Regions from separate parts of the Hordeum vulgare genome. Here regions 1 and 2 are each linked to region 3. The links are chromatin contacts, called in public Hi-C maps. All regions are on one chromosome and are shown on one strand. The core of a region is the stretch at or near the end of the contact, and the rest is flanking DNA. Distances in the headings are between cores, read along the strand shown.

Region 1 (2,865 bases), core at 97-2,596, 510 kb after region 3:
TTTCCTAGAAAATGTAGGTTGTAGCACTGTGAAATTCAATCAATTGATAATACATGTCTTAATTTGGTACTCCCTCCGTCCCAAAATAGCTGTCTTAACTTTATACTAGCTGTCTTAACTTTATACTAGCTCTAGTACAAAATTGTACTAAGCTTAATACACTTATTTTGGAACGGAGAGAGTACTAGATAATTGTCATGGCCTCATGGGCAGGCTAACTATCGCAGAATCAATTTGGTTTTCAAGGGAAAATAGAGATGATACAATTACAGATGAAGTTGAGAAAGAATTTTCAGCAGCAACTCTTGATCCACTGCTTGAGTTGAAATATTTTGTGTTTTCTTTTAGTTTCGCCCACCCAGGTTTTCTTTCGTAGCTCCACCACTTGTTTAAAGCAAGTTTATATACATTTGTATATAATCTTCTAATGAAATTTTAAAAATATATATTTTAAAGCGAAGAAGTAGACATCTTGTCCCAATTGTTCCCCGAAGATGGACGGCCGTGCTCGTTATAGTTGGTTAAACAGACCGGCCTAAACAGGACAACCCGTGAACACGCCGGCACGAGGTCGTGCCAAGCATGCAGCCCGCCTCGGACCATGCCTGGACCTGAAGACTAGGGGTTAAAATCGGCTAAAAAACAGCCTAAAAACGATCCAAAATCAGGACTTACGTGCCGATGAACCGGTCCGTATAACTCCCGTGTCATGCTTGGAGCTGCACACGTGGGCCGACTAAGGCCCTGTTTGGAACCACAATAGATTATAATAATCTGGATTATGAAGATAGATTATATAATCTGGTTTATAAAAATAATCCAGGTGAACATGTTTGGAGGCCAGATTATATAAACTGTAATTCAGATTTTACATTGTACAATGACATGTTTGTCCTGTTTATAAAAATAGGACAGTGACGGTGGGAGTAGGTAATTATCTTTAACTTTACAAGGATAATAGGTCATTAGTAATCCATAATCTGATTTTAGCTGGGTAGAGTAGATTATGAGTTTTTAATAATCTGGTCATCTAGTTTTTAAAATCTACTCCCTCCGTCCCAAAATAAGTGTCTTAAGCTTAGTACAAATTTATATTAGAGCTAGTACAAAGTTAAGACAGTTATTTTGGAACAGATGGAGTACAATATAAACTGACCTGTTCAAAAACATAGCAGATTATAAAAACCAGATTATATAATCTGGATGGTTCCAAACAGGGCTAATATTGATACATAGGCGGGTGGGGGCACGGTCCGGTTCATTTGACCAGGTATGGTGCTACTGCTCGTCACGATTGCGATATGCTGACACTTCTTCCTTCCACGTAAACGCACCCAGAAACACCACGCCGCCGCCCGAGCCCCACCCAATAGCCCCACAAGCTCCCACCCGACCACCACATCCAAATCCCAGCCCTAACGTTCCTGGCCACCACCACGACCGCCATGGTGAGCGAAGCCGCCAACGCCGGCATCGATCGCGTGCTGTGGTCGGAGGCTGAGATCGCCGCGCGGGTCGCCGAGGTCGCCTCGGAGCTCGCTGCGGACATCCGCCGGCTCCCGGAGTCGGCCGTCGTCGTGGGCGTCGCCACGGGGGCTTTCCTCTTCCTCGCTGACCTGGTGCGGCGCATCGACGCGCCGCTCGCCGTCGACCTCGTGCGCGTCGAGTCGTATGGCGACGGCACCGAGTCCAGCGGAAGGCCCCGGGTCACTGCTGACCTCAAGGTCGACGTAGCCGGGAAGCACGTCGTGGTGGTTAGTTCCTCGATCCTCATTTTTTTTTCCACGTTTGTTTGGCCGCGAGGTTCGTGTCCACCACCACCAGGCGTTATCTGCTTATAGGCTCGTCTTTTTCTGTGATTGTTGCTTTCAGTTGTGGTCCTATGCTAAGGTTTTGGGTCATGAACGCCGAGGAATTTCCGCTACCCAAGCAAGTAGAATCATAGAGTTAGAGAGAAATGACGTTTTGTCCTTGAATCACCTAGCTTAATCGGGTTGCGTCATCTGAATTGGCGTGTCACATTGTTTGGCAGAATTGAGTTTCTTGGTAGTTTACTAAATGCCGAATTTTAGTTATACCAAACATGAAGTTATACCAAACATGGCTCCATCCGTGGAACGACTCGTTTGTTCCCTGGTCTTAGGGGGTGAATGCTCTCCCACGTTATTTATTGTGGTAAGAATTGAGTTTCTTGGGAGTTGACTAGATGCTGAATTTAGTTATATAGACAATGTCGGTACATGAATGGGAAGCGGAACTAGTTCAGATACGACGGTGAGTATCTGAAACCTGTACGACTGGGCAATCAAATGGGTGTGCTGCACCTTGGCTTAAGCATGGACGGTTGGATTTGTACTGTCGTACAGTTACCGGCCAAACAGGATCGTCCATATAGCAGTGTTCAATGGGAAATCGAAGGAACAAACATTCATTCCCTGGTCTTACGGAGTGAATGCTCTACCTCCTTTGATCTGGAGAAGAAGCAACGGGAGGAAGAGGCGGAAGGGGAGCTAAGCATCCGAGTTTGGGGAAGAGGAAATTTGAGGAAAAAGATGGTATGAGGGGCTGGAGGACGCGACAGCCAACTCTGGCTACGGTGTTCTGGATACAGTGAGATGGGGGTGGGGAGGAACTCACTGCCGCCGGATGGGTAGCGACTGTGACTGGAGAGGAAGAAATGGGAGGTGATGGCTAGGGTACGGGCAGTAAGGCTGCAGCTGTGCAGCACGAACTCTGCACTTATAGTAGTTTCCTTACAAGAGGCCCTTTTTTCTGCATAAATAACTGACCAGAACCTGGCTCCTTTTCTCAGTAGTTTCTTAGTAACTTTGAATATTGACTGTTGGATGAAGCCGGTCAGATGGT
Region 2 (2,890 bases), core at 13-2,512, 750 kb before region 3:
TTCGTGGGGAGGGGGGTAGGCTATTACCTGTTCACGGAAGCCTTTGAACACGTACCGGATGCCCTCTTTGGTCCCAACACTAAGCTGATAAGATCTGGGGATTTTCATCCACGTCACAGAAACTATATCAGCTTTATCAACCTCAATAGTCTTTCCTCCACCTTGCTTCTTCCATGCAAGCCCTCCCGAATAAAGCCTAAACTGACCAGGGTTCTACAAGCGCACAAAACATCAGTCTATAACAGCACGACGAAAATTTCAGCATCATGATGATGCCACTAACAGTGACCAATTCAACAACAGTCATAGAAAATAGGGGTTCTGTTGGAATTGATCTATGTACTTTTTACCAAAAAAATAATTGGAATAGGGTCTTCACTAAGTTTCAAGAAAATATGAACCACGAATGAACACAAATTCACAATTCCAATTCGTCAAAATGAACCAACAAGTGTTTCAATCACATATAGGTACGCTGAACAATGATAAGGAGGATAATCCTTAAAGCACATGTGCGAAGTGTAAATAGAAAGCGATTATGAAGGCCATTTGCTGTGATCTTCCAACATAGTGCAGACATAGCACCAATGGGCACACTGAATACCAAAATGGACGGCGCCTGGGTGATGGTAGGAATTGCACAAGACATTATGTATCTGTTGCATGAACATGTTCCTCGAATCCCTAGATTAGCGCCTGTTTGTAGTGGAGCTTACAATTTGTTCCATCACAAACTAATTGGATATGGGATATTCATTTTGCCTGACCAACATTGGTGTTCAAATCCAACAACCAACGGCGGATCCCAAAGTTACCCTCTGGGGCAGGTTCCGTGCCGCAGAGAAGAAACAAACCCTAGCGCGTAAACCCTAGAAAAAACAGGCGCCGTTCGCAGAATACCGCAGAACAAATTCAGCTAGACGAGCCCGTCCGGCAAACTCGCCAGCGCGGAATCGAACAGTCGAGCGGAAAACCCTACCGAAACAACGAATCGAATCACGGCGAACGAACTCGACCAGGACGGGGGGCGGGGGGAGGGCGGCGCACTCACGTTGCCGACGCGGCCGCCGAGGGAGATGTTGTTGAAGAGGTGGCCGTCCGTCATCTCGCCCGCTGTCTCTGCGGCCGGTGACCGCAGCCGCCGTCGCTACAGGCTCGTGACCCGCTCTCTCGCGCGCGGTAGGGTCGCCTCCTAGGGTGCGGGATTTGGGAGCTCCGCGGCGAGGAGGAAGGGGCTTTCGCTTTGGCGCTTGGGGGATGGGGGCGCGCGGCGGGCTAATATAGGGCGTTTGGGCAGAGAGCGGGCCGTATCTGACGGGTGGGGCCGATATCTCTCCGACAATGAAGGATTTATAGATGTTCTTTACGGAAAATACAATGAGTGAACTTTCGCTCTATCGTTCCTCCGTTCGACATGAATCTCGAATTTTTTTGACAAACTTCAAAGCTTTATTCATTCGTCATAATGTTTACAAAAACGAAATTTTAAGACTATTGGTTTGGCTTAATCAGACATGGCGATCAGCCCCAGAGATAATATGTGCCTCGCGAGTTTGTGAGCCTCGATATTTAAGCTCTTAAATTCATGACTAATATTACATATAAGAAAGGTAGACTTGTATTGTATAATTTCACGAACAATCGTCTCATATGCTCCTCCGTTCTTCTGCTCGATGCCACCAACAATCACCTTATAATCTGAAGCAACTTTAACTTTCCTCTCATATAGATCATCTCCTAGTGCTAGGGACTCCCTTAGAGCAAGTACAATAAGGTACATTCAGCGGTCTGTAAGGATTAAAGTATTATATTTTTGCTGAGTTGGATGAGAGAGAAGGAAAGCGGGCTCTTCGTGAAGAGACAGCTCTAGCACGTGCCCCTAGGTACTTTGTGAGAATGAAATGTGGGCCATATATGATAAAAAGTAGTACTCTTTTATAGCTAACTATTGTACAAGCTAACTTTAAGATGGCTATAAGATGACTTATAACCAGCAGTTGGCTATACTATTAACCATGCTCTTATGGCGAGTGCATCTAGGGTGACCGGGTCCGATATGTATGGGAAAACTATCACCGAAACGCCCAAAAAACAACCCAGTTGATCTCGACAAATAGCACCAACCGAGCCATTAGATCTCCCCCTTCCAACGGCCGCATCAGTGTTAATTTTTGCAAGGTCGGGCAGCGGTGCAAACCAATGATTTGGTCCACTTTGTGGTGCACTTTGTCCTGTGGCATCAGCTATCTGAATGGCGTTGATCTCAGCAACATATGACTGAATGAATCCATGAATGGCATGCGGATGTTGGAAAATGTCTTCACACATCATTTTTGGATGTGCTACCAAGATAGCCTAAAGTGTGACCATAAAAACAAGGAAATTTTTCTCTCCAAGCGATTTGTGCATAGCGAGTGACGCGGGGATAACCCCACGGTATGCCAAACCGAGCACTTCCCCATCTTCCTTCAAAAACAACACTCGGCGGACGCTTCTTTCCACAAGGCCGGCTACACAGCTGGACCGGCTCGGGGCGGAGCCGCCCGCCATCCGGCTCGGGAACGACCCATCAGACGGATGGGTCAGCCCTCGTCACATCGCCTTGACGGGCGTGTTAAGGACGCATCATCAAAGGCATGGCTACAGCGGGCTCAGGTACCGCTGACCTGCCCGCGCGTGGTTATAGTGGAGGTGGTCGTACCACTGACCATAGCCGACTATGACTAGTCGAGGTGGCACAGTGACGGCACGCCCCCCATCCACTACATTACCTGCCCCGGCGTGGCTACAGTGCACCCGGCCATACCGCTGACTATAGTCGGCTGCCGCAAGAGGACGCCGCACAGTGCGGCCCATGCCGCTGCATGACGAGCACGCGCCAATAGCAACG
Region 3 (2,946 bases), core at 8-2,507:
TCCGCAGTTGGAGTTGGCCTAAGGTGTTGCTGCCTCTTATGGTGTTGTAATGGCCTCTCTGTGTCCTCCTTTAATGCTGATCTATCCGCTTGGACGCATCCTTGAAAAAAAAACTACCCAGTGAACATCTCAACAATCTCAATCCTCTACCCTTCGATAGACAATTCCACGTGTCTTCTAGGAGAATTCCCGTCGCCAGGCAATTACAGTACATAAGAAGCACCTCTTCTAAGGGGCCTGCTACGCATCCACCGGTGGATGTTTACTAAACATCCACCACTTGGAGGGCCGTCCGATCTACACGTGACGTCGGATCTGCTCCGGTCAGGCACCCCATAATTCCTGAAACGATGGCTGAGTTGCAGAAACTTTCGCTTTGTTGCAAGAAATAAACTTTGGACCCGTTAATTCCTGAAACAACCGTCGAGTTTCAGAAACAATTTGCTTGTTGCAGGATTTTTTTTCTTCGTCTTTCTGCAACATAGGTACTTTTGCGGGAGAATTTTTTGCAACAAAGGTCATGTTTCAGGAATTTTTACAACAAAGGTCAAGTTGCGGAAATTTTTTGCAACGTTCATGGGCGGCATGGGCGGCTGGCGGCGGCCGGATGGTCAGAACATAAATCTATAGTAGACCACTGCAACATCACATATGTTTAAGAAACATAGTCTTTGTTGCAGAACCGCATAGTCACTCGAATCGCGTGTCTTACGGGGGAGGTGGCTGATGCGGCCATTATAATCCGCCCGCTGATGGTTAGCTTTTCCCCTCTTCTAAGGCAAGCACCACGTTGTATGTGCTCAGATGATTGCATTTTCTCCTGACTGGAGTCAAGCTAATGCAAAAGCAACTGTGCTTCGCAAAACGGATCGATCAAGCTACGTCTACAGCACAGCGCAACCGCTCGCGTCATCAACGCAATCACGATTTTACGGCCAGACGAACGGAAGAAAATCAGCGCAATCGCAGCCGATCGATCCACCAGATCGTAGACCAAGACCCGTCGAGCAGAGCAGATAATGCGGATCATACCTCCGGCTCCGGGCGCCCCGGCAGATCCCGCGGGAATCGACCGCCGTACAACCAACGCCCCAAGCTCCACGGGCTATAGCATACTGCAGTGGAGTTGATCGGGTGGAGACGCCAGCGAACTTGACCGGATTCGGGTGCAGAAGGCTCCTTGTTCGACAAGGGGAAGGGGGCGGAGGGGAATGGATTTGGGGCGAAGCGAGGAGGCAGGAGGGCATTGCACCCGAATAAAAGGACAGAGGGTCGGCCTTAGGCCCGCCAAGAAACGAGGCCGATCCCCAAAGCTAGGCCTTAAGACACTGCCCTTTCTTAACTTAAAAAAAACTTAATTTATTTAGATTTTTCTACATAATAACGCTCATACGCTATGATACGGTCCACATGCCTTCATAACCATCTATCTTGCCACATCATATATATGACATCAATGGCATTTTTTTGGTTTTTTTGACTTCAAAATATTTTATCTCTTAAATAAAAAATCTAATTGAAAATTCATTTTCATCATTAAATCCGTCTCGATGAGGTCTTCAAAACTAAACCCAATATTGATATGTTTAGACGATCTTTTTTGGATCAAAAGTTGTCCTAATATTTATATTAAAGTTGCCATAATATTTACAATAAAATTGCCGCGACATGTTTCATCTATTTTTTTCTTTTAGATTTAAAAGTACCATTGTATTTCTACTAATTTTCACAGTAATTTTAATTAATTGACTCCGGCAAATTTTAATAATTAAGTACGACAAATTTGATTCATGGATCATGGCAACTTTTAGTAATTTGTCTTGACAAATTAAGTTTACAGATCATGACAATTTTAGTATTTTGAACATGGAAATGTTTTTTGTATGAACCATGGCAAATTTAAATGTATGTACCATGGTAAATTTAAATAATTCATCATGGTAACTTTAGTTTATGGTTCATGACAAATTTGACTCATTGACCATGCATTTTTAAAGTGATTGACGGCATATTTGTTCTTACTTATGAACCATGTCAAAATTATTTCATGGATCATTGTAAATTTTAGTAATTCATTATGGCAAGTTTAGTTTCTTAATTCTCTTTTTATAACATGTCAAAATTTTACTTTAAACATAGAAGAAAAAGTAATCGAAATATATCATGACAACTTCAGTATAATCATGATAACAATTTATGTGCAATAGACATCCCAACTTTTAACCCAATAAAAAAGTTCGGTTTTTAAGCCGCTTGGGTCGCACGAAGGCCATCGTTGGCCCGTCGTCGGTGTACACATCCGGTGTCTCACCCTCTCCCGCGGGCCACCGTCGTCCCCCAGTCCTAAAAACCAACCCTCATCCGCGCTTCACTGAAGTGGATGCCTCGCTTCCCCTCCGGCTAAAGCACCCCCTTTGCCACTCCGATGAGCGGCGCAACCAGACATATGGAACATACGAGGGAGGATTATACCTCTGGGGCTCCTTGATAGAGGCGAGGGTCCCGATCTTTCGATGAGTTGGTGGTTATCGTTTTGGTGGAGTGGACTTTGACGATCCGACTATGAACGTGCGAGGACGCCGCGCCTTAGCAGTCGCTAAACCAACTCCTAGAGGTTATTGACCACGCCGGAGCATGATCAACCTGACCAAGAGGGTCTATTTCCTACACGCAAACGAAGAATAAGCAAGAAACTAAGATTGCAATCTGGATACTACGAATATAAGAGGAAAGCTTTATTGATGAAAGTGGGGTTCTTTGACACCTTTGTGTGGTCGTGGAACACAAATGAAGAACGCGAAGTTGCAGTTATGCCGAACATGTAATTAAAAAAACCCAAGTCTAAACGGCGCCCTAAGGGCTCTATATATGGGGGAATAGAGGAGGAATTTCGTGACCCCTTGGAGGAGGGGTACGAAACTGACCCTAACTCAGTCTCCCCACACA

What was found. A called contact is a pair of places that touch in the nucleus more often than the background predicts.
Region 1: a contact with region 3 is called in a Hi-C map of leaf, with 4 times the contacts expected there. The contact joins the promoter of LOC123408155 here to the promoter of LOC123427116 in region 3. A contact is called at or near these places in 4 of 6 Hi-C or Micro-C datasets (leaf and seedling) and 1 of 1 datasets of contacts at active chromatin or transcription factors (embryo).
Region 2: a contact with region 3 is called in a Hi-C map of seedling, with 4 times the contacts expected there. The contact joins the promoter of LOC123427125 here to the promoter of LOC123427116 in region 3. A contact is called at or near these places in 2 of 6 Hi-C or Micro-C datasets (leaf and seedling) and 1 of 1 datasets of contacts at active chromatin or transcription factors (embryo).

What each region holds. Positions count from the first base shown.
Region 1 is chr1H:134,424,648-134,427,512 of MorexV3_pseudomolecules_assembly, reverse strand. It overlaps LOC123408155 (hypoxanthine-guanine phosphoribosyltransferase), which reads left to right and starts at 1,346. Exons shown (of 3, transcript XM_045101336.1): 1 at 1,346-1,754. The coding sequence starts at 1,446.
Region 2 is chr1H:135,685,380-135,688,269 of MorexV3_pseudomolecules_assembly, reverse strand. LOC123427125 (FACT complex subunit SSRP1-B-like) reads right to left here and starts at 1,262. Exons shown (of 16, transcript XM_045111088.1): 1 at 1,052-1,262; 2 at 28-213. The coding sequence starts at 1,105.
Region 3 is chr1H:134,938,668-134,941,613 of MorexV3_pseudomolecules_assembly, reverse strand. LOC123427116 (ubiquitin-conjugating enzyme E2 2) reads right to left here and starts at 1,257. Exons shown (of 6, transcript XM_045111076.1): 1 at 1,033-1,257.